Regions from separate parts of the Mus musculus genome. Here regions 1, 3, 4, 5, 6 and 7 are each linked to region 2. The links are chromatin contacts, called in public promoter capture Hi-C maps. All regions are on one chromosome and are shown on one strand. The core of a region is the stretch at or near the end of the contact, and the rest is flanking DNA. Distances in the headings are between cores, read along the strand shown. Region 1 holds the start of Ube2q1 (ubiquitin-conjugating enzyme E2Q family member 1). Region 2 holds the start of Mex3a (mex3 RNA binding family member A). Region 3 holds the start of Ints3 (integrator complex subunit 3). Region 4 holds the start of Rps27 (ribosomal protein S27). Region 5 holds the start of 4933434E20Rik (RIKEN cDNA 4933434E20 gene). Region 6 holds the start of Dennd4b (DENN/MADD domain containing 4B). Region 7 holds the start of Atp8b2 (ATPase, class I, type 8B, member 2).

The links. Promoter capture Hi-C pulls out the DNA fragments that hold promoters and counts their contacts.
Region 1: a promoter capture Hi-C map of liver shows a contact between it and region 2, with 5 times the contacts expected there. The contact joins the promoter of Ube2q1 here to the promoter of Mex3a in region 2. A contact is called at or near these places in 4 of 39 promoter capture datasets (the C10 cell line, liver and pre-B cells).
Region 3: a contact with region 2 is called in a promoter capture Hi-C map of liver, with 2.9 times the contacts expected there. The contact joins the promoter of Ints3 here to the promoter of Mex3a in region 2. A contact is called at or near these places in 2 of 39 promoter capture datasets (cranial neural crest and liver).
Region 4: a promoter capture Hi-C map of second pharyngeal arch cranial neural crest shows a contact between it and region 2. The contact joins the promoter of Rps27 here to the promoter of Mex3a in region 2. A contact is called at or near these places in 2 of 39 promoter capture datasets (liver and second pharyngeal arch cranial neural crest).
Region 5: a promoter capture Hi-C map of pre-B cells shows a contact between it and region 2, with 4 times the contacts expected there. The contact joins the promoter of 4933434E20Rik here to the promoter of Mex3a in region 2. A contact is called at or near these places in 5 of 39 promoter capture datasets (cranial neural crest, liver, neutrophils and 1 more), 3 of 115 datasets of contacts at active chromatin or transcription factors (astrocytes, forebrain and pancreatic cancer cells) and 1 of 9 other capture datasets (adipose tissue).
Region 6: a promoter capture Hi-C map of pre-B cells shows a contact between it and region 2, with 2.3 times the contacts expected there. The contact joins the promoter of Dennd4b here to the promoter of Mex3a in region 2. A contact is called at or near these places in 2 of 39 promoter capture datasets (liver and pre-B cells).
Region 7: a contact with region 2 is called in a promoter capture Hi-C map of cranial neural crest. The contact joins the promoter of Atp8b2 here to the promoter of Mex3a in region 2. A contact is called at or near these places in 3 of 39 promoter capture datasets (cranial neural crest, liver and neutrophils) and 1 of 9 other capture datasets (adipose tissue).

Annotation. Positions count from the first base shown.
Region 1 is chr3:89,771,668-89,775,056 of GRCm38.p6, forward strand. Ube2q1 (ubiquitin-conjugating enzyme E2Q family member 1) reads left to right here and starts at 1,942. Exons shown (of 13, transcript NM_027315.4): 1 at 1,942-2,371. The coding sequence starts at 2,045. 4632404H12Rik (RIKEN cDNA 4632404H12 gene) reads right to left here and starts at 1,733. Exons shown (of 2, transcript NR_130957.1): 1 at 835-1,733.
Region 2 is chr3:88,530,114-88,533,500 of GRCm38.p6, forward strand. Mex3a (mex3 RNA binding family member A) reads left to right here and starts at 1,833. Exons shown (of 2, transcript NM_001029890.3): 1 at 1,833-2,735. The coding sequence starts at 2,282. It overlaps Gm38618 (a long non-coding RNA gene), which reads right to left and starts at 1,767. Exons shown (of 2, transcript XR_867447.3): 1 at 1,244-1,767; 2 at 1-280.
Region 3 is chr3:90,432,286-90,435,491 of GRCm38.p6, forward strand. It overlaps Ints3 (integrator complex subunit 3), which reads right to left and starts at 1,351. Exons shown (of 30, transcript NM_145540.3): 1 at 519-1,351. The coding sequence starts at 665.
Region 4 is chr3:90,211,931-90,215,454 of GRCm38.p6, forward strand. It overlaps Rps27 (ribosomal protein S27), which reads right to left and starts at 1,718. Exons shown (of 4, transcript NM_027015.4): 1 at 1,680-1,718; 2 at 1,263-1,371; 3 at 1,004-1,114; 4 at 737-823. The coding sequence starts at 1,685. The coding sequence ends at 795. Nup210l (nucleoporin 210-like) reads left to right here. Exons shown (of 40, transcript NM_029937.2): 40 at 1-221. The coding sequence ends at 87. It also overlaps a transcript of Rab13 not described here.
Region 5 is chr3:90,050,814-90,054,101 of GRCm38.p6, forward strand. 4933434E20Rik (RIKEN cDNA 4933434E20 gene) reads left to right here and starts at 1,989. Exons shown (of 7, transcript NM_025762.3): 1 at 1,989-2,306; 2 at 2,695-2,796. The coding sequence starts at 2,241. It overlaps Ubap2l (ubiquitin-associated protein 2-like), which reads right to left and starts at 1,702. Exons shown (of 28, transcript NM_001165984.1): 1 at 1,642-1,702.
Region 6 is chr3:90,263,664-90,266,826 of GRCm38.p6, forward strand. It overlaps Dennd4b (DENN/MADD domain containing 4B), which reads left to right and starts at 1,572. Exons shown (of 28, transcript NM_001356483.1): 1 at 1,572-1,898. It overlaps Crtc2 (CREB regulated transcription coactivator 2), which reads left to right. Exons shown (of 14, transcript NM_028881.3): 14 at 1-462. The coding sequence ends at 37.
Region 7 is chr3:89,961,360-89,964,724 of GRCm38.p6, forward strand. It overlaps Atp8b2 (ATPase, class I, type 8B, member 2), which reads right to left and starts at 1,979. Exons shown (of 28, transcript NM_001081182.3): 1 at 1,798-1,979. It also overlaps the pseudogene Aqp10-ps.

The sequences.
Region 1 (3,389 bases), core at 692-3,191, 1.2 Mb after region 2:
CCTGGGCTCAATCTTCAGGACAATAAGTAAATGTATACATTTAAAACTTGTATATGGGGTTGGGGACATGGAAGACCTAAAGTTCCAGTTCCTTGGGTAAGGGCTAAAGGTCATGTGATCTGTGAAAAGTTCTAAAAGGAAGTGTGTGGGGCTAGTAGAATAGGGGAGTTGAGCAAGGTGGTGCATGTGTGCCTATAAGTTAAGCACTGGGAAGCTAAGACAAGAGAATAAGATTCAGGCCAGCCTGGACTATATAGCAAGACCCTGACAATAACAATAAAGGAAGCAGGCAAGCAGACAGAACAGGGTAAAGGACGTGGAGACAGACTTAGAAGTTCTGCTCAGTATCTATACATCCTGACCTTTATCTGTAAAATACAGGTTAAAGCACTCACCTTGCAATGGTGTTAAGGGTTAGAAATATTTGCTTAGTATTCCTGGCTTGGGGAATGCTTGATAAATTAGACTTTTTACAATTACTCTTTTTGTGTGTGATGATGGGGGAGGGTGTCAAATTTGGAGCTTCTACTAGCTAAGCAAGCATTCTACCACACCCTCAGCCCTTATTTATTAGTTATTTGGCCGAGAAAGGAGTTTACTAAGTTATCCAGGTAGGCCTTGGCCTTCTGACTCTCCTAGATAGTTGCGACTACAACCCTGTTCTGCTAGGACTGGCTTACCCTAGTATTTTATGCTTCCAGCTTGTGGACATAGGCACAAAGATGGTATGCAGCTAAATGTTCAGGCTGCTCTGGTCATTAGAAAAACCAGCCCCACCCACACACCCACACTCATCCCCCCAGGCTCAAAGAACACGAATTTCTTAAAACATACGGAGTTAAACTTGGCCTAGTAAAGCTTTCTGCTAACATCACTGAGTGAATCAGTAGCCCAGCACCAAGGTACAGTCAGCTTCCAAAAAACATAGAGGTGGTGACGGTAGACGGGCCAACGGCTCACATGATGAATTGGTCCCAAACCCATCAGGCCTTACAACATCCTGGCACCTGCCAGTTTGCAGCTCTGGGTTTCAGGACCCTCCGTTGTCCTTTGTGATAGTGCCACCTAGTGGGAACGACGAGGTACTGCCGCAAACTTCAAGCCCCGTTCAGGATCAGTGCGACGAGGTGGGAAGAAGAATAGCAGGTAGGCGTGGGTGTCGTCTATGCAACCCCTAGCTTAGTACTCTGCACTCACACATAACGAAGCCCTGTGATTCTGTGGAGGAAGCCGCACCATCTGTCCCCTCAGACGTAGCTGACCAGCGACCATACTCGATACTTCAGTATCCCTGCACAGAGCCTTTGGGAACAGGCTAAAGAGGCCTCCCCGTCTTGTACAGTGCCATTGTTGTGATGGAGAAACTGAGGCTCCCCAGGAGCGTAGATAACCCAAGGTCACACACCATAGAGGAACCGCAGGGAGATCCAAGTCCGTTTCTCCGACCGTAGCGAAAGGCGCCTTCCCGCCGCAGACGCGGAGGCCGGTGACCCGGCCCGACGACCCCCATGGGAATACAGGACAGACACGGCCATGCGCCGCACGCGGGGGCCGCGGGACGCAAGCAGGAAGCCAGAGTCCCGCGCGGGGAGCCCCTGGGAACACAGGCACCGGCCACGTGACAAGAGACGCCGGCCATGTGACAGGGAAGCGCTGGCAAAGGCCCCCCGGTGCACGGTCACGCACGACGCACGTACACGCACGGAAGCGCTTCGAGCAGCGAGGCGAGGGCCTAGGGTCACATGTGGAGGGTGACAGGCGCGGGCCGGGGGGCGGGAAAGACGCGCGGATCACGTGCCGGGGGCCGGAGCTCAGAGGTCACGTGAGGCCGGAGGCGGGGCCGCCGCGGAGGGGGAGGGGCGCGCGGCTTCCGGCGGCCGTGGGGGGGGTGGGCCGGCGAGCGGAGGGGGCCTGTCCCGGAGGTGGCGGCGGCGCCATCTTGGCGAAGGGGGGATCAGGAAGTGCGGACCGCGGCGGCGGCGGAGCCCGGAGCGGAGGCCGGAGGCTCCCGGCCCGCCGGCCCCGGAGCGGAGCGGAGCGGAGGATGCAGCAGCCGCAGCCGCAGGGGCAGCAGCAGCCGGGGCCGGGGCAGCAACTGGGGGTCCAGGGGGCGGCGCCGGGGGCCGGGGGCGGCCCGGGAGGGGGCCCGGGGCCAGGGCCCTGCCTGAGGCGGGAGCTGAAGCTGCTCGAGTCCATCTTCCACCGCGGCCACGAGCGCTTCCGCATTGCCAGCGCCTGCCTGGACGAGCTGAGCTGCGAGTTCCTGCTGGCCGGAGCCGGAGGGGCCGGGGCCGGGGCTGCGCCCGGACCCCATCTCCCCTCCCGGGGATCGGTGCCGGGGGACCCCGTCCGCATCCACTGCAACATCACGGTGAGGACCTCGCTTGCGCCACGCTGGGGGTCCCTTGTCTGGTGATCGAAATCACACCATACAACCTCCTGCTCTCGAAGGACCCGGAGGCCAGAGCCCCCCTCTTGGTGCTTGGCTCCTTCTCTCCAGGCTACACTTGTTTCTTCAGCTTGAGGTTCTGTGGTGCAGTCACAGTCTCTACTGTTGACCCCTGAGAGCAAGGGACATCGGGACATGTGGCCCCTCAACCACCTCCTCCTATGAATCCACCCACACCTCAGGTTTTATGATTTTGGCTCCTTCTGCTTACTCCTCCACAACTTTACCATGTCACCTAGAAATGACCCATTCTTCTCCCCACCCCAACTCTAATAAGATTCCAGGCCTGTGCTGGAAGGACGTAGCCTGGAACTCAGCCCGGTTCCATAATGACCCTTCTCAGTAGTTCTTTCCACTTATATGTACCCACCTGTAGGCTCCCTGCCTAGGCATCCCTCGTACAACCCCTCTTTGCTCCCTGAATTTCACTAAAGAATAGTGCCGTTCATTGACCCCACGTTGGATCTCCTCTTACTAACTCTGGTGTAACTAACCTTTAATTCCTCTTTTTGCCTTGGCTCGTAGCAGCTTTGCCACTTCCTCCCCACTCCTGGGGTCACATCTGCTTATCCTAGGTGACTGTCACCTTTTCTGGTGGTGACAGCAATGTGTGTTTTGAGCGGCAGCAGTGCCATCGCTCCCCAGTAGGCATCGTTCCATCCTACCTATCCTTGGTCAGGAGGCATCTTCCATGCGTCCTGCCTTATTTTATTCCCTAGTGTCCCTTGAGGAAATTGTTGGGTGCAATTTTATAACAGCTGGTACTGCGCGATACAGTGCTCACGTTGTTGGATAACGCCCACTGTAATGGTCTTGTCCCTCCTGGAGCACCTTTATCCACACTGGAAACGGGAGTTGCCTGGGGGGAAGACAGACGTGAATTTTGTGGTTCTTGGAGGCTTTGATTCATTTTTTTTTTCATGGTGTTTTCTAGCCCTTT
Region 2 (3,387 bases), core at 583-3,082:
CCACCTTCAGTCTGTCCCTTTCCCTTTCAGCAGCATCCTCTCTCCACTCATAGATTCTGCCCTTTGTTTTCCTCCCCGATCAAATCCCCAAGGCTTTTTTGGTCATTAACCTCCTGCCTTAATTGGTTTAGTGAGGAGGAAATCAGAGATGGGGCAAACTCTGGGGGGAATCTGGTTTCAGTGAGGACAGGAAAGCTGCAAACAGCTGTTAGCCCCACCGTCACCTGGTCTCCAGTAGAAACTTTCTCCAAAGAAACTCCCAGCGCCCAAGTCCAGGTTCCTGGGAGAGAGGTGAACAGGAGTCAGAAGCCTTCCTCCACTCCTGCTGGAAGGCGAGAGCATCCACTCCCATAAAGTCCTCCATGTGGGGCACCTCCTCCCCTACTCTAGCTAGCCAGGTCCCTCAGCTCAAAGTTCTCCTTCACCATCTATACCGAAGGGGGAGAGCCACAACTCTCATACCCACCGACCACTCAGCTCAGACTCCAGCCTTCCCAAATGCTGTGCAAACGCACTTTCCAAAAATCAGCTTATAAGGACCGGGCCTGAGCTCAGCCCTCCTGGCCTTTGGCCTCACTGTGCCTCCTGACATCCCCATTGTCAATCTACTGCCCTACCTTCATGCAAAACTTTTCCTCTAGACTAGCTCAGATTTCCCAAAGGAAACCCCTCGGGCAGGGGCGGGACTCCTACCCACCCAGCATACCCATCTACTGTGATCCAACTTGGGGAGGTGACTCCTTGAGCCTGACCACAAGACCTTTAGATCCCATCCCTCTCTTGAAAGAAAAACAAAAACAAAAACCAGAAGATACAGAGTAGGGGGGAAGTAAAAAAGAAAGAAAGAGAAAAGAATGCAGTACACTCTAACTCCCCTCTTAACAGTCAAATCTTAAAAGCTTATTTATGATCTCTTTCGCCATATTTCTAGGGTTAAAAGGGCTGAATTACTGGTTTATAAAGGAGGCAAAGGAAACAGCGAAATGACCGTCCTAAGGGACAAAAGATTTCCTCCACTATATTCGAGGCTCAGGTCTAAAAAAGTAAAAATAAAAAACCTGGGTTCTCAGGGGCCCCCAATCTCACTCCTGTTACTCAAGGTTCAAGGCTCCAAATTAAGCCATACGAAGCCTCTAGGACCCTTCTGGCTTCCCGGATCAGCCCCCACCCCCATCCTCTCCCTCCACGCCTCCTCATCCTCCCCGGGTCACTGCACGGACCACGGGGGCACGAACTAACTCACCTCCCAGTCGTGGCCTCTGAGATCCCGGAACTGGGGGGCTGGGGGAGGGGGAAGGGCTTGCTACCTCCGAGAAGAGAGGGAACCACATCCTCTACCGGGGGTCCCACCCCCAACCGAACGCCCCTTCCTGGCCCCCACACAGCGCAGAGACCTGCTCCTCCCACTGTAGCGGCCGCGGGCTTTGTCTGCTCCACCAGCTCTCTCCCAGAGGCCCGAGCCCGTGGACTCCGCGATCGCGCGCGGGAGGAGGGAGGGCACTGCAGCCACGAGGCCGCTCCGCCCCGGCCCTCATTACCATAAGAAAGAGGCCCGGGACCCGCGGGCAGAGGAGAAACGCCTTTCCACACCCGCTCCCTTCCCGCATACTGCCAGCTCCTAAAATTTCTCGGACCACAACTCCCAACCCACCCGAGGCTTTTCCCGTGACCAGTGGGCAGAGCCCGAGGGGCGCAATCCCCTTCTTGCCCGGGTTGAGGAATTCCTCCCCGCGCCCGAGGGCGGGAAACTACAACTCCCGGCATGCCCCGGGCGCCCCCGGCGCGCCCCCCTCCCGTCAGTTCCATGCTGCTCCATCCAGTTCATTTAAAACAAAAGAGTTTGAGCGCTGGAAGGGGCTGGGCTCTATTGGGGGCCACTGAGCGACGCTCCGGGACTGGGGCTCGGTGCGGGAACCTAAGGGGGCGTCTGCTCGGCGGAGGGTAGAGACTCTGGGTCCGAGGCGGAGGGGTGGGGGCTAGGGCCCGCAGCCCCCCACCCCACCCCGTCACCCCGGAGCGAGAGGAGATCTGCTTTCTTGGTTTTGCTTCTTTTCCCCCACCCCCACCCGGGGGCTGGGGCGAGGGGAGTCAGGTTACAGGGTGCTTGGGGAGGGGGGCTTAGGGGTGGGTCTATCTTTCTATCTCGCTTTCTTCCCCCCTCCCCAGCTCTTTGTTCCCCCTCCCCACACACCCCCTCCTCTCCTCTCCCCTCCCCTCCTCTCTCCTCTTCTCCCTTCCACCACCTCTCTCTCTCCCTCTCTCCCCCAGCTTTTGTTTCGCCATGCCTAGTCTAGTGGTATCTGGAATAATGGAAAGAAATGGGGGCTTTGGAGAACTAGGATGTTTCGGGGGAAGCGCTAAGGACCGAGGGCTGCTGGAAGACGAGCGCGCCCTTCAGCTGGCTCTTGATCAACTCTGCCTCCTGGGTTTGGGGGAGCCCCCCGCCCCCACGGCGGGCGAGGACGGGGGAGGTGGGGGGGGCGGCGCCCCCGCGCAGCCGGCCGCCCCCCCGCAGCCGGCCCCGCCGCCGCCGCCCGCGGCGGCCCCGGCCGCCCCGAGCGCGGCCCCCGCGGCGCAGACGCCCCAGCCCCCCACCGCCCCCAAAGGGGCGAACGACGCCAAGCTCTGCGCGCTCTACAAAGAGGCCGAGCTGCGACTGAAGGGCAGCAGCAACACCACGGAGTGCGTTCCCGTGCCCACCTCCGAGCACGTGGCCGAGATCGTGGGCAGGCAAGGTAAGCGGGCGTCTGGACACTGCGAGGGTTGGAGTGGGGGCTTGCTGTCCCCGGCACGGAAAGTTCATCGCTTCCTTCTTTGCGCGCCTCTGGCTCTGTCCCTTCCCGACAAAGGGGGCCCCGCCCCCTGCCCAGATTCCAAGTGCCACAAAGTTCCCTGCTACCCCTAGTCGGGACGACTCTCGGGACCCTTCCTCCCCTGGGGCTCCGCCCGTAGACAAAGAAATATCCTGGAACTGGGAGAGGAAAGGGGAGGGGGAGCTGCCTCCCAATCCCAGGGTCTGTGCGGAGGGGGTGTCGGCTCCTGGCTGGAAGGACTGACGGAATGTGCAATTACTTGGGAGCCCCTACTCTAGTTTCTGCTTGTATACTGGGGAGGGGGCACTCCTGGGACCTTCTGCTGTTGGAGTTGGGGACTCTGAGGGAGACCTAGTCCACGAAGCCCGACTGAAGAGCTGCCTCTTTGTTGGGCTGAGTGTAGGAATGAAAGGGGGTGTGGCCCAGGGGAGGGTCCCAGTCTGGGGAGAGGTGATGAGGGAGCCCTTGGCAAAGAGGGGTCCCTTGGTCGCTTACACACCGAAGTTGGAGGGCCCCTGTGTTTGGGGAGGGGAATTTCTGAGGAAGTACCAGTCTTGGCGTGGGCCTCTCCTCC
Region 3 (3,206 bases), core at 101-2,600, 1.9 Mb after region 2:
TTGTAAGTCTTCACTCACTCTATAAATGCTCGGTTAAAATCACTGACAAGTGTCTGTATCCACACACAGTCAATGATACCATCTAAGAAGAGGGGCCAAGTCTGTAGGAAGTTGCCAATCCTCAGACACCTGCCTGTAAACACATATATACTTTTCAACTTAACACTCTCAAATAGGGTGGATATTTTAGATAGCTATTGGTGTGTATGTGGGAAGAAATGAAAATAACTTTGGTCAGTACTGATGCTACATCCCTTCTGTAACCAACACCCCTCACACCCATTTTCTTAATAGCGGCAGCTGTTACTAGGGCAACCTGTCCAGGAAATTGACCCACACTTCTTCCTCCAGAAGCAGGAAGCAAGAGCAATGTTTCTGCCTTACAAAAAAAAAATAATAATAATAATAAATAAATAAAATAAACTTGAAGGCCTTTTCTCCCCACCCCCACCCCATATGCGATCCAGCATCCCTCCTCAACCCAATTCCTTACTCCCTTCCCCACCCCCCACACCTACCTCCTCTAACTCATCCTTGGCATCCAAACTGGTTGAAAGTAGCAGCCTCCCCCCTCCTGGGGCTCCTGCTCCCGCTCCTCCTCCTCCACCTCCCGCTGCTCCTGATGCAGCAGCTGCTACGGTCCCCTTTCCCTTCTGTAACTCCATGGCTGCAGCCAAGAGACCAGAAGAGGTCAAGGGAGTAGACGGGTGTTAAGTCCTAGAAATGGAGAACTCTGGCTTGCCAAGGACGAGGAGCAAGAGGAACAAGTGGGAGGGAGGCCGACAGGCCTGGCTTTCCGCACTCTTGCCTCCTCTCCTGCGGAGGGGGAAGGCGCGGGTTCTCTAGATGCTCCCTCAGGAGTGGCCGGGCTGGGGCAAAGCTTTTGCGCAGAAGTATGGTAGACTAAGGGTCTTGTGTCCTGCAGGGAGATAGGCAAGGCTGCCACCCTTGCAGAAGTGGAGGGGGAAACCCTCTGGCTTCTTATCCTGAAAGGAGGGGAAACCCTAAGTTTCTGCCTCTCGAGGCGTGGGAAGGAGTCCTGGCCCTGAATTGGGAGTGGGAAACCTTCCCGGCGGGATTGGGAAACGCGGTTCCTTGGAATCCGGCCCCTAGCGGGTGAGGATGCAGCAGGAGCGCTATGGGAGGACCAGCTTCTCCCCACACCACACAGAGGCGGCCATGGTGGAAGGGCGGGGGAGGCTGAGAGTGCCCGAGCGGGCAGAGTCGTCGCCGGCGCCGGAAGTGAGCAGTCGCGGTCCCGGGCGTCCGCCAATAGCGGCTTCCGCGGTGGCGCCAGGTCTCTAAGGAGTAAGCCGACGACGGCGGACTGGCCTTTTCCCGGGCTGCCAATTGTAGGGAGAAGAATTGAGTCTGGTCTGACGGGCAACAAGTGTGCCCAATCGCATCCTTCCTCTGCATCTGGAGGCGGGACGGGAGGTACGGAGTGGGTGCTACTGCTGGGCGATCCGGAAAAAGCCGGGCTGCGCCTGCGCGCGCCAACACGCATGCGCGACGTTTCCCTCTTGCTCCACTCCCTACAGGTGTTCGGAACGTTGTCCTTGGGTAGTAGGCTGGGAGGATGGAAACCTAGCCCATAAGTGTCTATTCAGGAAAAGGAGCTGCCGAGTCCCAACCCCTACGCAGTCGCGTAGCAAACGCCCTCAGGGTCTGAAGCTACTTCCTGAACTAAAAATGCTACACGCGGCCGATTGTATGAGCTCTTGGGTGTGCAATTATTAGTAACAATTTGAAAACAAAAAAAGTGCATTGATTCTCTAGTGCAAACCAAATAGTTAGAATCGTACCAGCACTCGCTTTAACACAGTTTACTAAGTGATGGGACCTCGTCTTTTGAGACTCTGGGACTGACAAATGTCACTGAAGCCTATTGTATTTACACACACACAATCCATTGAGAGTTGTGGTTTGTTGTGATCATAGTAGGGCTTGATTGTATGAGAGTTCTTTTACCGTGCGTCTCTCAACAGAACTTTTCATTTTTAGGCGTATGAGCCTATTGCTGTCCACAGCTCTAAGGTGGGTGTGGTAATATATGCCTGCCATCCTAATACGTGGGAAGCTGGCCCATCAAATTCATGTTCCCCTTCCGTCCCCCATTTGTAGATATAGGCCTATTTTCCTGCACTATCCATTTTCAAGGCCAGTGGGCAGGTAAATTGTTAACAATGTCCTTGGAAGAATTCCAAGTTCCATAGCTACTGTTTTGGGAGTGAAGCACTCTTGAACCCAAGCTGGCCTCACTTTTGTGGCATTCTTTCTGCCTCCCAGGGACTTCTGTATCCTAATTACAAATAAAATAAGACCCGGACTGGCCGATCTCCAAATACACTTCTGGCATTCTACAATCCTCCTGAGTAAGCTTTGAATAACTTCTAGGTAAAGGACTGATTCAGCCTCGGAACTACAAACAAGTCATTACAATAGCTTAATATAACCGGGACACATGTATTGGATGGAAAGAAGAAAAAGAAAGGGCCGGGCGTGGTGGTGCACGCCTTTAATCCCAGCACTCGGGAGGCAGAGGCAGGTGGATTTCTCAGTTCGAGGCCAGCCTGGTCTACAAAGTGAGTTCCAGGACAGCCAGGGCTACACAGAGAAACCCTGTCTCAAAAAAACAAAAAAAAAAAAAAAAAAAGAAAAAAGAAAAGAAGGAAGGAAAAAAGATGTATAATACTGAATATTCTTTCCATTTTTTTTTTTTTTTTGAAGTGTACTGGGTTTGTTTGTGGTACTGATGATTGAACTCAGGAATTCAAAATAGGTAAATGCCCTGCCAGGGAACTTCCATGTGCTTTTTTTAATTTTAAAAATTCATTTATTGTTTTTTGAGACACTTGTTCCTATGTAGGTAAGGATGACTTTCCTGATCCTCTCAAGAGTTAGGACTGCATGTGTGCACCACCACAATTGTGCTTTATAGCATCTTTAAATAAGCACTGTATAGTGTAGTGGGGGCTGGCGCTGGGGTGCTTGCCTTCCATCTGCAAAGCTGCATTCACTCAGGAAGTGGTGGCGCACGCCTTTAATCCCAGCACTTGGGAGGCAGAGGCAGGCAGATTTCTGAGTTCGAGGTCAGCCTGGTCCACAGAGTGAGTTCCAGGACAGCCAGGGCTACACAGAGTAGCCCTGTCTTGAAAAAAAAACAATAATAATAATAATAATAGTAATAATAATAATAATAAAGG
Region 4 (3,524 bases), core at 468-2,967, 1.7 Mb after region 2:
ACATGTTCCCCCCCTCACTTCCTGAGCTCACGGCCACCACTAGTGCAGAGTCGGCTACAACACTGGTTATGGAGTATAAAACACTAACCTAGTAGTCAGCGTCCCTCTAACTGTAGAGGACTGGAGATGCCTAATCCTGCACAAGTTTAGTAGCTAACTACAAAACTAAACCTCCAGATCAAGTTTGTAGTAAGTATAAATAAAAGCTCCTAGGTGGTTAAGTCACGTGTGTAAAGATTACATTTCTGAGGCTGGATTCCCGAAGCCCTCGGTGTCTGTCTGTTCCTAGCACCACAAAAACCGCAACAGCAGTACACACCTACAATGCCATCACTTGACAGGTATCCTGTCACATACACTTGAAGCTACCTAAGGCCATCTCAACAACACACAGAAAAACAGTAACCCTCTGCTTCTCAGGCACTGGGATTAAAGCAGCCTGGGTACCATTATCCCTAAATAAAGACAGTCCCCACTGTCACACACCTTTGTATGACACAATGTTTCCAATAACCATTGCTAAAAGTTACTACCAAAAAGACATAGAAGAGTAAGCCCAATTATACACTATCACCAGTTTTAAACCATGGTCTAAGATTTATACAGTGAATCTAGATAAAAATGCCCCCAATGGACTCTAGGTGTTTGGCCACTTACTTGACCCCAAAGGGACCACTCTTCTGTTTGCCCTGGGATATGTGAGGCACCACTTGCTACCAGTTAAACAAGACAAACATTATATATCCAAAACGTGTTTATTGGGAAGGTTCCCACTCATCTTCAATCAGGGGCTTTCAGTGCTGCTTCCTCCTGAAGGAGCATCCTGGAAGAAAAAGATGCAAACGTTACTTCTGCCTGCCACTGACCCTGCCTCATCTGCAGAGTGCTAAACCTTCCTAACAGGAGTGCAGCTGGCTTTACCAGCCGGAAGCCTTGCATTCTACTCAGCCTTTCACCTTAGGACCCCAAAGCCAAACAAAACCCCAACACTGAGACCACTCACCTTCTGTCAGCCTTGCTTTTCCACCTGTAGGCTGACAGAGGACAGTGGAGCAGCCAACACACAAGACTACCGTTTGTGCATGGCTAAAGACCGTGGTGATTTTATAGCATCCTGGGAAGAAAAAAAAAGAGAAGAAAAATGTTAACTTCTTTTATTCCTCTCCAAGTTACCACTTCTGAACTCGTAATAAAATCAAAAATTAAGTTACAACCATTAGTACAGTTTAGTTTTCCCGCACAGCTGAAAACCACTTCCTTACCTGGGCATTTCACGTCCATAAAGTAGGAATTGGGGCTCTGCACCAGGCGCTTTTTCTTGTGTTTCCTCTTCTCCTCTTCTGGAGAGGGATGAAGGAGATCCTTTGCGAGCTAAAAGGGGCAGAAATGCAAAGACTTAGAAGGTAATGGAGGAAAGAGATGATGGGAAAGAGCCCCCACTGGCACACACCGAGGAGAACTCGCCCCTCGCCGCCCCTGGTGTCTGCGTAGCTGGGCCGCCATCTTATCTCCTCTCCGCTCCCGTCTACGCGGCTGACCCGTGGGCCGCCGCGGCTCTGGTTACTGTCCTAAGAGACGCAGAGCGCACATGTGGACCCTGTAGGACCCGCAATTAGCGCAAGAGGACCGTGCGGACCCAAGAGCGAGTTCTCTGTCGAAACCTGGACCAAGGAACTCACAGGCATGTTCTCGTAGGGAGGTCGTCACCGCCGGAAAGGAGCGAAAGCGGAAATCCTGTTCCTTATATCTGATATGGGACAGGAAGTGACGAGCCGTGTTGCTTCGCCATCTTCGGAAGGTCTTCTACTCTGTTCGAATGCAACGGAATGCCCGTTGACTGCCATTTGTAGAAGGTCCGTAAAGGCTCCTCGCGTCGCGGGCGCGTAGCCATGGTGAGAGAGTTAGCTTCTATTTTGAGTTCAGAATTTAGCTGCTGTGGCGAGAAAAATGGATACTTTTTTCTCACGTAGTTTCCGACTACGCTTTGACAGCTGGAGTGTGATGGGAACATCACAGGTGAACACCAGCGAGAAGCTTTTATCCATGACATTTTTAGTTATTGATAGTCTTTACCATTTTCCAGTTGGTTTGATTTACGCTGATTAATAATTCTAGACGTAAATAGGTTTTTTTTTTTAAAAAATGAGATACCTGCTTGAAGCTGGGGGTGTACTACGCTGGTAGGTAGAGTGCGTGCTAAGAATGTGCAAAGCGTAAACTGGGCAGGGCGCAGTGGTGCTGTCAGTGGCTCAAGGCTGGAATCTCAGAACTTCAGAGGATGAAGCGGGAGGACGAGGAGTTCAAAATCATTCTAGGCACTGGGCTTCCTAGCAAGTTTGAGGTCTGAGTGGACTACAGGAGACCCTGTCTGAAAAAACAACAAAATCAAATCCTGTTCATATTTGCTCCACTGCAGCTAACCCTATTGTTTACCTTTATTGTTTTGTTGTTGCTGCTGTTTTCCAGTGCTAAAGATAGAGCCCGACTTTGTATTCTTACAATTCTTTACCTTTGAGGAATAAAATCAAATATCCTTACACCACTTGACACGTGCATTGCTTTTAAAGTGCTAATTAAAGGCCAGACGAGGTTGGTCACACCTTTATCACTGCATTCTGGCAAAGCATGGAAGAGACTGAGTTCTGGCCAGCCTGATCTAGCAAGTTGTAGGACAGCCAGAACTACAAGAGATGTCTCTAAAAACCAAATCAAAACAAAAAGTATGTTATTTAACTATGGAGCTGCTGTAACCATTACCACATTGTACAAATTTGTGTGTTTGCTGCTCAACACAGAGGCAGGTGGATCTCTGAATTCAAGTGTCTATAAATAAAATAATAAATAAATAGTCCATGCTTAAATGAATGCATGTTGATTTTGGATTTTGGCAATATACATGGCAGAGATATCTTGGGAAATAGATTCTAGGTTTAAAAATGAAATTCATGGCCAGGTGTGGTGGTGCACGCCTTTAATCCCAGCACCTGGGAGGCAGAGGCAGGCGGATTTCTGAGTTCAAGACCAGCCTGGTCTACAAAGCGAGTTCCGGGACAGCCAGGGCTACACAGAGAAACCCTGTCTCAAAAAAAAAAAAAAAAAAAAAAAAAGAAAGAAAGAAATTCATTCCTTTTCCTAGACTGAAAATAATTTCTTATAATACTTGTACATCTGCAATTTATCATGTGAGCAGAAGTATGAAAATGCAGGGGATGAGGGGGGAGGCAGGGACAGGGTTTCTCTGTGTAGCCTTGGCTGTCCTGGAGCTCACTCTGTAGACCAGTCTGGCCTTGAAATCAGAGATCCGCCTGCCTCTGCCTCCCGAGTGCTGACTCTAGTATGCCTGTACCACCAAGCTTTTTTGTTTGTTTTGAAGAAAGGGTCTTGGCCTCTGGCAGTAGTGGTGCACTCCTTTAATCCCATAACTTAGGAGGCAAGGCAGATCGGTGAATTTGAAGCCTCCCTGGTCTACAGAGAGAATTCCAGGACAGGCAGTCATCTACCCTAGTGGTTCTCAATCTTCCTTT
Region 5 (3,288 bases), core at 739-3,238, 1.5 Mb after region 2:
ATTTATTGAGAATCTACTACTTGTCCAATCCTTCAGGAAATACAAAAGCAGTGTGACTTAGTTGCTGCTCTCAGGGAGCTTACAATCTAATGTGAGAAACAATTCAGACATTCTGAAGTTGGACTGGGATGGGTAAGGCTTACCACTTCTAACAGAGAAACTAATTTTCCTAGACCTGTGTCCCATTCCCCAACCACCTTCAATCTAATAGGAGTCTTCCCAGTTAGAAACACTGGGGAAAGCCAGTACATTTAGCCCTTCCTCACTATTTTACATGACAGCAGTATCTCCCATTCACAACAGAAACAATCACTGGGATGATCTATAATTAAAGACAGTGGTATAGGACCCACAACACAGTCTTATCAACAGATACACATCCAAATATTTTAATCTCTAATGCTGGTTGTCAAACTGACTCATACCCCCCTCCCAGCAAGACACAGCAGATATCCCCAACGCAGAATATGGGAGGTGGAGACAAAAAATAATCTCTCCATTTAGTAGTCAGTGAGTCAAAGGCAAAAACAAATTTAACAAAATCGCCTTTAACTGTTTTTTCTTTCCACAACAACCTACACCAGAGGTTGCTAAATTTTAAGAATCGTGGAAAACAGTCTCTTGTTTGTGACATCACTTTGCAAAACAATTTAGGGGCTGTCCACCAGGTGAAGGGTCTCAAGAAATTTGGAATTCCATTCCCATTATGAGAAAAATGAACAAATGCCCAGTCTAGTGACATCCCTTAGGCGCAACACAATCCACGGGGGCCTCCATGTCCAGCTTCCCAAATAAGATAACTGCTTGGGTAGCCAAAACTACAGTATAGACAACAGGAAGTCAAAGACTGCAGCGAAAATATATTCCACGACCAGGGTCGGTAAGAAAGAAGGCAGGGTAATAAGAGGAGCTGACAAAGAGGCTGGAAATGAACAGAGAGGACAGAAGCCCACGCGCGGAGGATGGGAGACTCACCCCCCTCCGCGCCACATCTAGAGCCCATGGGGCCATTCGCTTCTCTACCTCCCACCCGGAACAAATTAATCCTCCGCACTCCAAACCGAGGGCCACATGGGGGAGTTTGGGGCAGCTCCACCCCATCGCCACCCCCCCTCCGCCCCCAAAACCAGGCCGGATCCGGATCAGAGGCCCAGAGAGGACTGGGGAGGGAGGAGGCCTTCTCCACAAGACACTGACCCTCCTAAACAACCCTACCTCAGGCTGGGCCCAGGCCTCGCTCGCCCGCGCTCTTTCTCGCTCTCCCCCTTCAGGCTCTAGCCACATGCCCCCCCCCTCCGGCTGCCCCAAGCCCCGCCCCGGCCACGCTCCCAAATCGAGGCCCCGGCTCTGGCGCGGCCCAGTAGGCCGCGAACCCAACTATAAACAAAACCCCCGGCGGCCAATTCGAGGTGGGGAGGTTGGACGCCCGGGTTCCCAAGACCAGAAGGGAGGGTGTACAGTGGGGAGACACACGGCGTGGGGGGGGCCTACCGCGGGACAGGAATACGGAGGGGACAGAGGAAAAGAAGGGAGGGTAAAAAGGGGATCGCGGATTTAAAGGGGCCGCGGACAATACCCGGCCCCGCCGCGTTGCCGCTGCCGCCGCCGCCGCCGCCAACGCCGCTGCGCTCCCAACTTTACCTCAGTCTCCTCCACACTGACACCCCGGGCCGCGCCGCCCCTGTCACGTGATATAAGATTCCCTCCTCCCCACCCCCTCCCTCCTTTTCCCTCTCGCGCTCGCTCTCGCGCCTTCCCCCTCCCACTTGCCTTCCTGCGTCCCTCAGCACGTGACGCGAAAGGGCCGCGCACGTCAGCGTGCGCGCGCCTCCCCGCCACGAAACACTGCTCTTGAGTTCCGCGCGCCCGCCCCGCCCCCGCCCCGCCCCGCACGGATCCGCCTCCATCACGTGACTCCAGTAAGGTCTCGGCTTCCTCTTACTGGCGTAGTTCCGCGTCTCCGCACTCCCAGGTACCTTTGCGGACATAAGTCACGTGGCGGAGGGGGTGGGGGTGGGGAAATGGGACGGGAAGGTCCGATGCTTAACTAGCGCCCCCATCCACCATGTTTTCTGACGGACTCTAGCCTGGTTTTTTTTTTTTTTTTTTTTTTAATCGAAAACCATATGGAAATGTTCGGAGAGCTCCAGGGAACCTAGGTTCCCTGGCTTCGGCAGAGCCTGGGCTAACGCGCGAGCGCGGCGGGACTGTCCTAGCAGGTGTTCCCGGAGAGAGAGGCGATGGCGTCTAGTAGTAACTGGCTTTCTGGAGTGAATGTCGTGCTGGTGATGGCGTACGGGAGCCTGGTGAGATCCCCATTCTCTTCCTCTTGTGGCATTTGTCTGAGTCCCGACCCTCTGAGCCGGACTCCTGAAAAGAAGGCTCCTGAGCCGTTCTGTCTTTGTTCTTCAGCCACTTAACTTGTTTTGTTTCTGGACTTCCGAATTGTATCCGTAGACAGTCTGAGATCTTTAAGTCAAAGCTGCCTGGCTCTAAGTAAGAACCCTCCCTCTTAAATTCTAGAGCCCAGATTAACATGCCTCTCCGTTACTAGCCCCTGACCCACCTCCGTCCTTAGCGACCCGGCTTCGCCCCAAAGCATCCAGCTCTGAAGGCCTAAACCCAGGGATTTTGAAAGTGAACATTTTAAAAAATTATTGCTATTACTAAAATGGCTCTAATCTCTTTGGGCAGGTATTCGTACTGCTGTTTATTTTTGTGAAGAGACAAATCATGCGCTTTGCAATGAAATCTAGAAGGGGACCTCATGTTCCTGTAGGACACAATGCCCCCAAGGTAGGTCACTAGAATGCAAGGTAAACCTGTTCTTTGGCACAAGGAGATTTTTCTCGGACTTTAAAAGAAGACTTTTATTCATATGCTTCCTTTCATTCCACAGTCTAAGCAATAACTTCCTGCTCACTGCTGCTCCACAACATGTACCTTAAGATTTAAACCAATTCAGCTGTAAAATGTCTCATCTTCAACTAAAATTACTAAATATTTCATGTTGCTTTAGTTTAAGCATGATGCTGAGAACACTTACAGTTGGTTCCAGCGTTGTGAGAATGGTTGCCTTTGCAGAATTTTAAAGATGCCCATTGTGCTTGCTTAGAATGCAGACGACTGGGTTTAATCCTTGACACTGCTGAAAGCAAGGGGCGGGGCAATAATCACCTAGTTATACTTTTCAAGTCAAACCTAAAGCCAAAGAAAGAAATTACCTAACAACTTTTTAATGTTGTTATTGTTCTTTGTTTTGTATTTTGAGACATACTGAACACCCAA
Region 6 (3,163 bases), core at 322-2,821, 1.7 Mb after region 2:
TGTGGAGGACTCATTCCGTAGTGATCGGCTACAGTGAGGGGACCTCACTGCCATCCTTCTTCATGGCCCTGTCCCATCAGTCTTCATCCCTTCCCCCTGGCCAGTAGAGACTACTCTCTGCCCCCAGATCCTTTTTCTAATATGAATGAAGGATCCTAAAACTGAGGAAAGGGAAGGGGCTTGGCCAGGTGGCCCCTGAATGCTGTATGTCTGGTGGGCTTGGGGGAATTCAAGGGAGGGCCTAAAAGCACTTGTAACTTTGAAAACCGTCTGTCTGGAGGTCAGAGCCTGTTGGGAAGCAAGGTGTAGAGGGAAATCTTGGAGAGAGGGCTTGTCCAGAAGGGATGGGCACTACCAGCCCCTCCCTATTTCTCTTCCCCTTGCAATGGAAGAGAGAGCCAGAATGGATATTATTTTTTATTAAATATATTATATGTTAATAAAAAATCCTATTAAACCTTTTGTGTGCTTGGCTATTTGGTACATGGCTGGGGACCTAAGGAGGTTTGGTGCCATAGGTTCTTTTGTGTTGCATTTTTGTTTGTTTGTTTTTTGACAGGATTTCTCTTACATAGGGCAGACTACCTAGAAGTCACACGTGCCCGTTGGCACCTTGGCTTCCTTAGTGCTAGGGCTACGGGTGTGCGTTAATCCTCTCAGAACTTTTGTGCTTGTGCGGAAGCACCATTCTCAGATTTAGGTCCCAAACTGGATGTATCCTAAAGCCTATACAGACTTCACCGAGGCAGCAGGAAGTCACCTTATGTGCCCTTGTTTGTTTAAGGCCCTGCCTGCTGCAGCATCAGGGGATGGGGCACCGTGACTAGCCTGACAAGTTACTCTTCTGAAGCCCTGGGTAAGGAGAGGCTGTTGTCCCAAGTCACAGTTGTTTCTGTTAGAAAATCCTCCCCTCTCCTGGAGGAGGCTATTGCCAGTGTTGATGCTTCTAGAGAGAAGTAAGCAGGCCTAGCTGGCTTACTTGGTTTATGTTTGGGGGACCTAAGCAATCTCATGTTCTGAGGACTGTATGTCGATTCATCCATTTCACTGCTCCATTTGGGTTTAACGCAATAGATCCTTGGGAGACAACCATGTTCCACGAAGGCTTTGTTAGACTTCACCCAGCATAGTGAAAGGAGTGCTACACCTCCACTATTCGGCTTCATGCCTTTCTTCCTCTTTTTCAATGTTCTTGTCATTTCTCGAAAGAAGAACTGAGAGTTTCTGGCTCTGGCCAGTGGGTTCTAAACGTGGAAGTGGGGAGTCACCTGGGTTTCCCAGGTCTAGGTCTTCAGGGCCTTCGCTGTGGCACAGTGGCCACATCTGACGGTAGGGCAGGACAGGAGCACCGACTCTGACTTCGGGGCCATCTGGGGTCAGTGTCTTGCTTTTTCCTCCGGGTGGTGGGAATCCGCTTGGTTGCAGGGGGCCCTCCCAGCCACCAGGGGTCGCACTGCAGGCGGCAGGGTGTTGGGCCGGCGCTAGCCAGGGTCACGGCCGCAGGCCCGGGTGTGTGGGGGGGGGCAGAATAGCGGAGGCGCCCGCGGCTCCTGGGGGGGTGGGGGGCGGGTATGAGTGGAGAAAGCAGGGCGCGTTGAAGAGCTTGGGGTCCCCAGCAACGTGGGAGCCGGGAGGACCGCGCGGCTGGAACTAGCGGTGTGGTGTGGCAGCAGTCCCCGCGTGGCGCAGCGCGCGGGGACGCTGGGACCGCCCAGATCTTCTTCCACCGTGCCCGGCGCCCTCGGCTGCTGCTTCTTCCTTCAGCCCGGGCGCGAGCGGCTCCTAAGTCGAGTGCGCCATGTCCGGGGCTGGATAGCAGCCCAGCCGCCCGCCGGCCCGCCAGCCCGCCCTCAGAGCCACCCGCCAGCGGGCCGGCTGGGGAGTCCCAGGGCAGGCAGGTAGGGGCCGGACCGGGCGGGGCGGCGGGCGGGTTAGGGCGGGCGGAGGGCGGGCGGCTCCAGGGACTGTCCCCAGCTGTTCTACGCTGCGCATCTGGTTCCGCTTCCTCCCTCCCAGAGAAGTGAAAGTGGAGGGGAGGGCGCAACCCAGAGCTAGCTAGCTGTGCTCGACATCCTACAACCTGGAGCTCCCGCGGGCGCTCAAGCCAGAGCACCCCTCCTTCCCGCCTGGGTCACGCGGCTGCTGGCGCTGCTGCCGTCACGTCCTCGGCAGTCCCCGCGCGCGCTTCTCTCGGCCCTCCGGCCTCTTGCTCAGCCACCTCCCCCGCGCCGCGCCCTCTGCCCTAGCCCCGACTTCCCGTCATTCGGCATGTGGGCGTTGGGACCCAAAGTGGCTCCAGTGCCGTTGTTTTCCCCCAAGGGAGAAGGGGCTGCATTCTATAGGACTCTTCCCTGGCTGGATAAGGGAAGGCCTGGACACACAAGTCCTGTTGATCCGGGACCACCCACTTGCCTATAGAGGGTCTCATCTAACGGCTTTTGCCTACTGTCTGGAGCACAGAACTACTATTGGCCTGCAGTGGATGAGAGAGTGAGCTGTGTCCTGGAGTTAAATCAGGAGGCTGACGCTGACTCCTGGCTTCACCTCTCAGATGTAGAGAAGCTCAAGCTAAATTTAGCTTGAGTTGGGGCATGTGTGTCCAGAGGCCAGGTTGAGAAGACAGTCGGTTTGGCTCTAGTTCTCTGAGGAAGAGCGGGAGGTTAAATAGACTGTGCATCCTGGAGACACTAAAAGCTTCCCTGCCTTGCACAGGACCCTTAGTGGGAGGTCTGCGTTGGTCTGATGCTGTGCTGGCACCTTAAACAGTACTATCCCCCCCGCCCCCCCAGCGATACCACACACCCATAGGCTGACTTATGCTGAGCTAGCGACAGCTTCCCCTTCGCAGCCATTTCAGGAAGTAGCCTCCCTTCCCCTCTGAAGCACTCTCTCAGCCTCTAGCCCCTTGCAAGCTACCCGCCAGGCTTCTTCCCACCTTCAGCACCCTGGGGCACCTCAGGACTCTTGGGGCTTCCACTCCCCAGGGTCAGGCCATGGAGGCAGGTGAGATAAGTTACCAATAGGCTGTTGTGGCCCCGATTCTGTCTTGGGCTGGGTGGCGCGGGCATGGCATGACTGGAGCTGACTCCTACAGTCCCTTTGTGCCTAACTACAGACACCTAAGGATCCTGGAGATGGGAAAGTCCTGGTTGCTTGGCCAACT
Region 7 (3,365 bases), core at 729-3,228, 1.4 Mb after region 2:
ATAGGGAAAGGGCCTAGAAGAGACCAGATATAACAAGTGAGACGTAGCTCTCAAGGTATCCACCTGAGGAACAATGGCTGTCCCGTGTGCCGTCCTAGTGGCAATGACAGCTGCTGCCGGTACTAGAAAGCAGAATGTGCCCTAGTGGGTTGGGTGGAGAGCTAGGAACCAGGAAACACCTGGCAGAGCATCAGGAAGCAGGGTGGCCATGTTCCACCCTTCTAGAAAGCTCCTAATGTCCCCACCCCTACTTTCATTACTGGGGCTTCCATTATCACCTCCTCCCCAGGAGGGTTCTCATCAGACACATGGCCACCACTTCCTGCAGACAGTCCTCAAACCATTTCCTCTCAATCTTGTCCAGCCACCCTCTGGGGCCATCAGAGAGGTCTTCCCAGTCCTGCTAAGGGGTCACCATTCTCTCTCACCCCGAGTCTACTCCAGTCAGAATGACACTAAGAACAGGCTCAAGAGAGCCTCTGCTTCCTCCCACCCTCTCATGTACTTTCTCCTAAAAAGGTGTAAGTCCAGGCCACAGGAAACTCCTCTTCCTTCAGATGGAAAGCCTTGCCCCTCCTTAGTTCCCTTGCCTCTAGCCTGTCAGTCCCAAGAGATACTAATTGCCTGTCTGCCCAATCTCTGTAATTACTGACTGTGGTCCTAGCCCAGCCATCCTCTCCCGCTCTCCCTTCACTAATGTGCACTCCCTCCTTGACCTCAGAGCAGACAGTCCTGAGGGGCACTAAGTCCTTTTCACTCCTGACTCTCCACAACTGTGGCAAGCAACAGTGGCTGCCCCCTTGGCTCTGGAAGAAAAACCTCATGAACAATTTGGCGATGCCAAACCCTCTTCCAGGGCCCCAGCCAGGGTCTCCACCCAATCTAGAGCATGAGTCACGGGGAGGGTGGAGTGTGGAACCAGACGCTAAAGGAGAGGATGCAGGGTGGGCATTGCTGGCTCCTACCCAGCCCCACTCGAGTGGGAGGCTATCAAGCATCGTTAGCCCTAACATCTGGGTCTTCCTTCTTGGAAAGAGTTAACAGTGGAGCAAGCTGACCATCAAGCGTCAAGTCTGGATACAGATCAGGAAAGTACTTTTACCTCTAGGACCCTGGGGAGACTGAGAACAACTTTGGCCCCAATCCTCGAGAGGGGTGCAGTAACAAGGTCCCCCTCTCAGGATATCCTGGTTTTCTAAACCGACTAGGCCCACCAGCCACGTCGCCTTGCCCCGTCACCCTACCCCAGCCCCCTCTGCAGCCACATCTGGGATAAAAATAGCCAGCCATGGGAAAGAGGCAGCGCTCCACGAAGGAAAAAAGACTCCTCCTCTGGGTCTGGCCTCCGCTCCTTTCCAACCAAGAGCCTTTTCAGGGGAAGCTAGCAGATAGACGAGACAGGAGAAAACAATAATACCGGAGGCCACCTTCCTTCCCTCTCCAAGGACAGTATCCAGGACCCACCACACAGCTCTGAGCTCCCAAAGCTAACATCCCTGGCACCCTTGGTTTTCCTGGGGCACAGAGAGACCTCCACCTTCCCGGGACAAATCCTATCAGCCCCAAACTCCCTCTCTAGGCACCTAAAGGCTGGCACCAGGTTACTCCTCACACCCCAGCTCCGCACGCCCCTTCGGGGCCCCATTTTCCCAGCTTGCGCACAGCTACCGGTTCTCTCCATCCTGGTAGCCCTTCTCTCCAGCCTCCCACAGCCGCTCCCCGTGGCACCGCTGCCCGCGCCTCCCAGAGCCGACCCTCCCGGTCCACACCCCCGGCCCCACGGTGGCAGCGCCTTACCTTAGCGCTCCGCGCGCGGCGCTCGGCCCGGCGGCCCCGTCCGGCCCATGCCGGGGGCTGGGGCGGGGGCGCTCGGCTCCGCTGCCCGCAGGCTCCCGCCCCCCCACAGCAGCCCGGCTCTCCTGACCCCCCCGGGGCCCCGGCCCGCTACTTTGTGTCAGTTTCGGCCGCGGGGCGGAAGTGACGGCTGCGGCCACGGGCGGGGGGCGGGAGGGGCTTTGGGGAGGTGAGGGGCGCGGCGTGCGCCATCTTGGTGCGTAGGGAAGGGGGGGGTCCCAAGCTCCAGCCGGGACACGCACACAATCGGCGAGGCTGGAGGACGCTGGGATGCTGCTGCTTTATTTTGGAAGCCAGAAACCGAGCGAATGCTGCTTTCTCTGCCAGAAACCATCTTCGGGGAGGAGCCTGATGCGGGAGTAGTGATGAAGAAGCCCCGTAGCACACTTCTCTCTAGCCCAAGTCTCTGCTGTGCTTCCCTCCTCGCCCTGGCTCATCTCAAGGCCTTTCACTTCCTGAAAAGGCACAGCTATGCATTGACTGGGAGTTGTGCCTCAGTTTCTCCACTTGGTTCTCCTGACGATAAGTAGTTGACTTTGCCCCTTACCACATTCCCTTGGGTGGTATATTACGCGCGCGGACACACACACCTCGAAGAACTATCTGAGGTCGTTGGCGCTCCTGTCAGGCCAAAGGTAGGAAACGTAGAGATTTCCCGAGCTGGCAGCCAGAAGACAGGAAGATAGCTCCGAGGCAGAGCCCTTGCCTAGGCCCTAAATCAAATCCCTAATGCCACAAAGTACGAGTGGTTTTGTTGTGTTGTTGTTGTTGTTTTGAGTCAGTGGGAGGGGATGTCTCACTATGTAGCTCTGAAAGGCCTGAAATTCTCAGAGACCCTAGGCGTGCTCCATCACTTCCGAGTCAAACTTAAACTGGGTTTTGTTTGTTAAAAAGATTCACTCTTAAACCGGGCGTGGTGGCGCATGCCTTTGGTCCCAGCGTGCGCCTTCGATCCCAGCACTCCGAGGCAGAGGCAGGCGGATTTCTGAATTGGAGGCCAGCCTGGTCTACAAAAAGTTCCAGGACAGCCAGAGCTATACAGAGAAACCCTGTCTCGAAAAACCATTAAAAAAAAAAAAGATTCACTCTTGTTAGGTGTGTTGAGTAACACGCTGAAGTCAAAGCCGTTATGGTCTGCATAGAAGATTTCAGTACTCCATAGGGAGACCTCGTCTTAAGACGAAAAAGTGAAGAAGGGAGAGTAGAGGAAACCAAGCTTCTCTCGAGAAGCTCCCAGGCCCTACCCCTCAAAGGATCCTAGGATCCCTCCACCCACCCGATTCTAGAAACCTTCCCAAAGCCAGCGTGCACACCCTCTGGCGGCTCCTTTAAGGAACTGCGTGCCTGGAAGCTCCCAGGGTAGAAGACCAGTCTGGAGTCCTTCAGGAGTGGTAAACAGAAGTGTCCTAGTCTGGCATAGTAATACAAAGAATATCTGTCTTGCGTGCTGGCCAGCTCATGGTGCTCTTGCAGAGTGGGATAAGATTGGTCCTTGTCACAGCTTACACTCC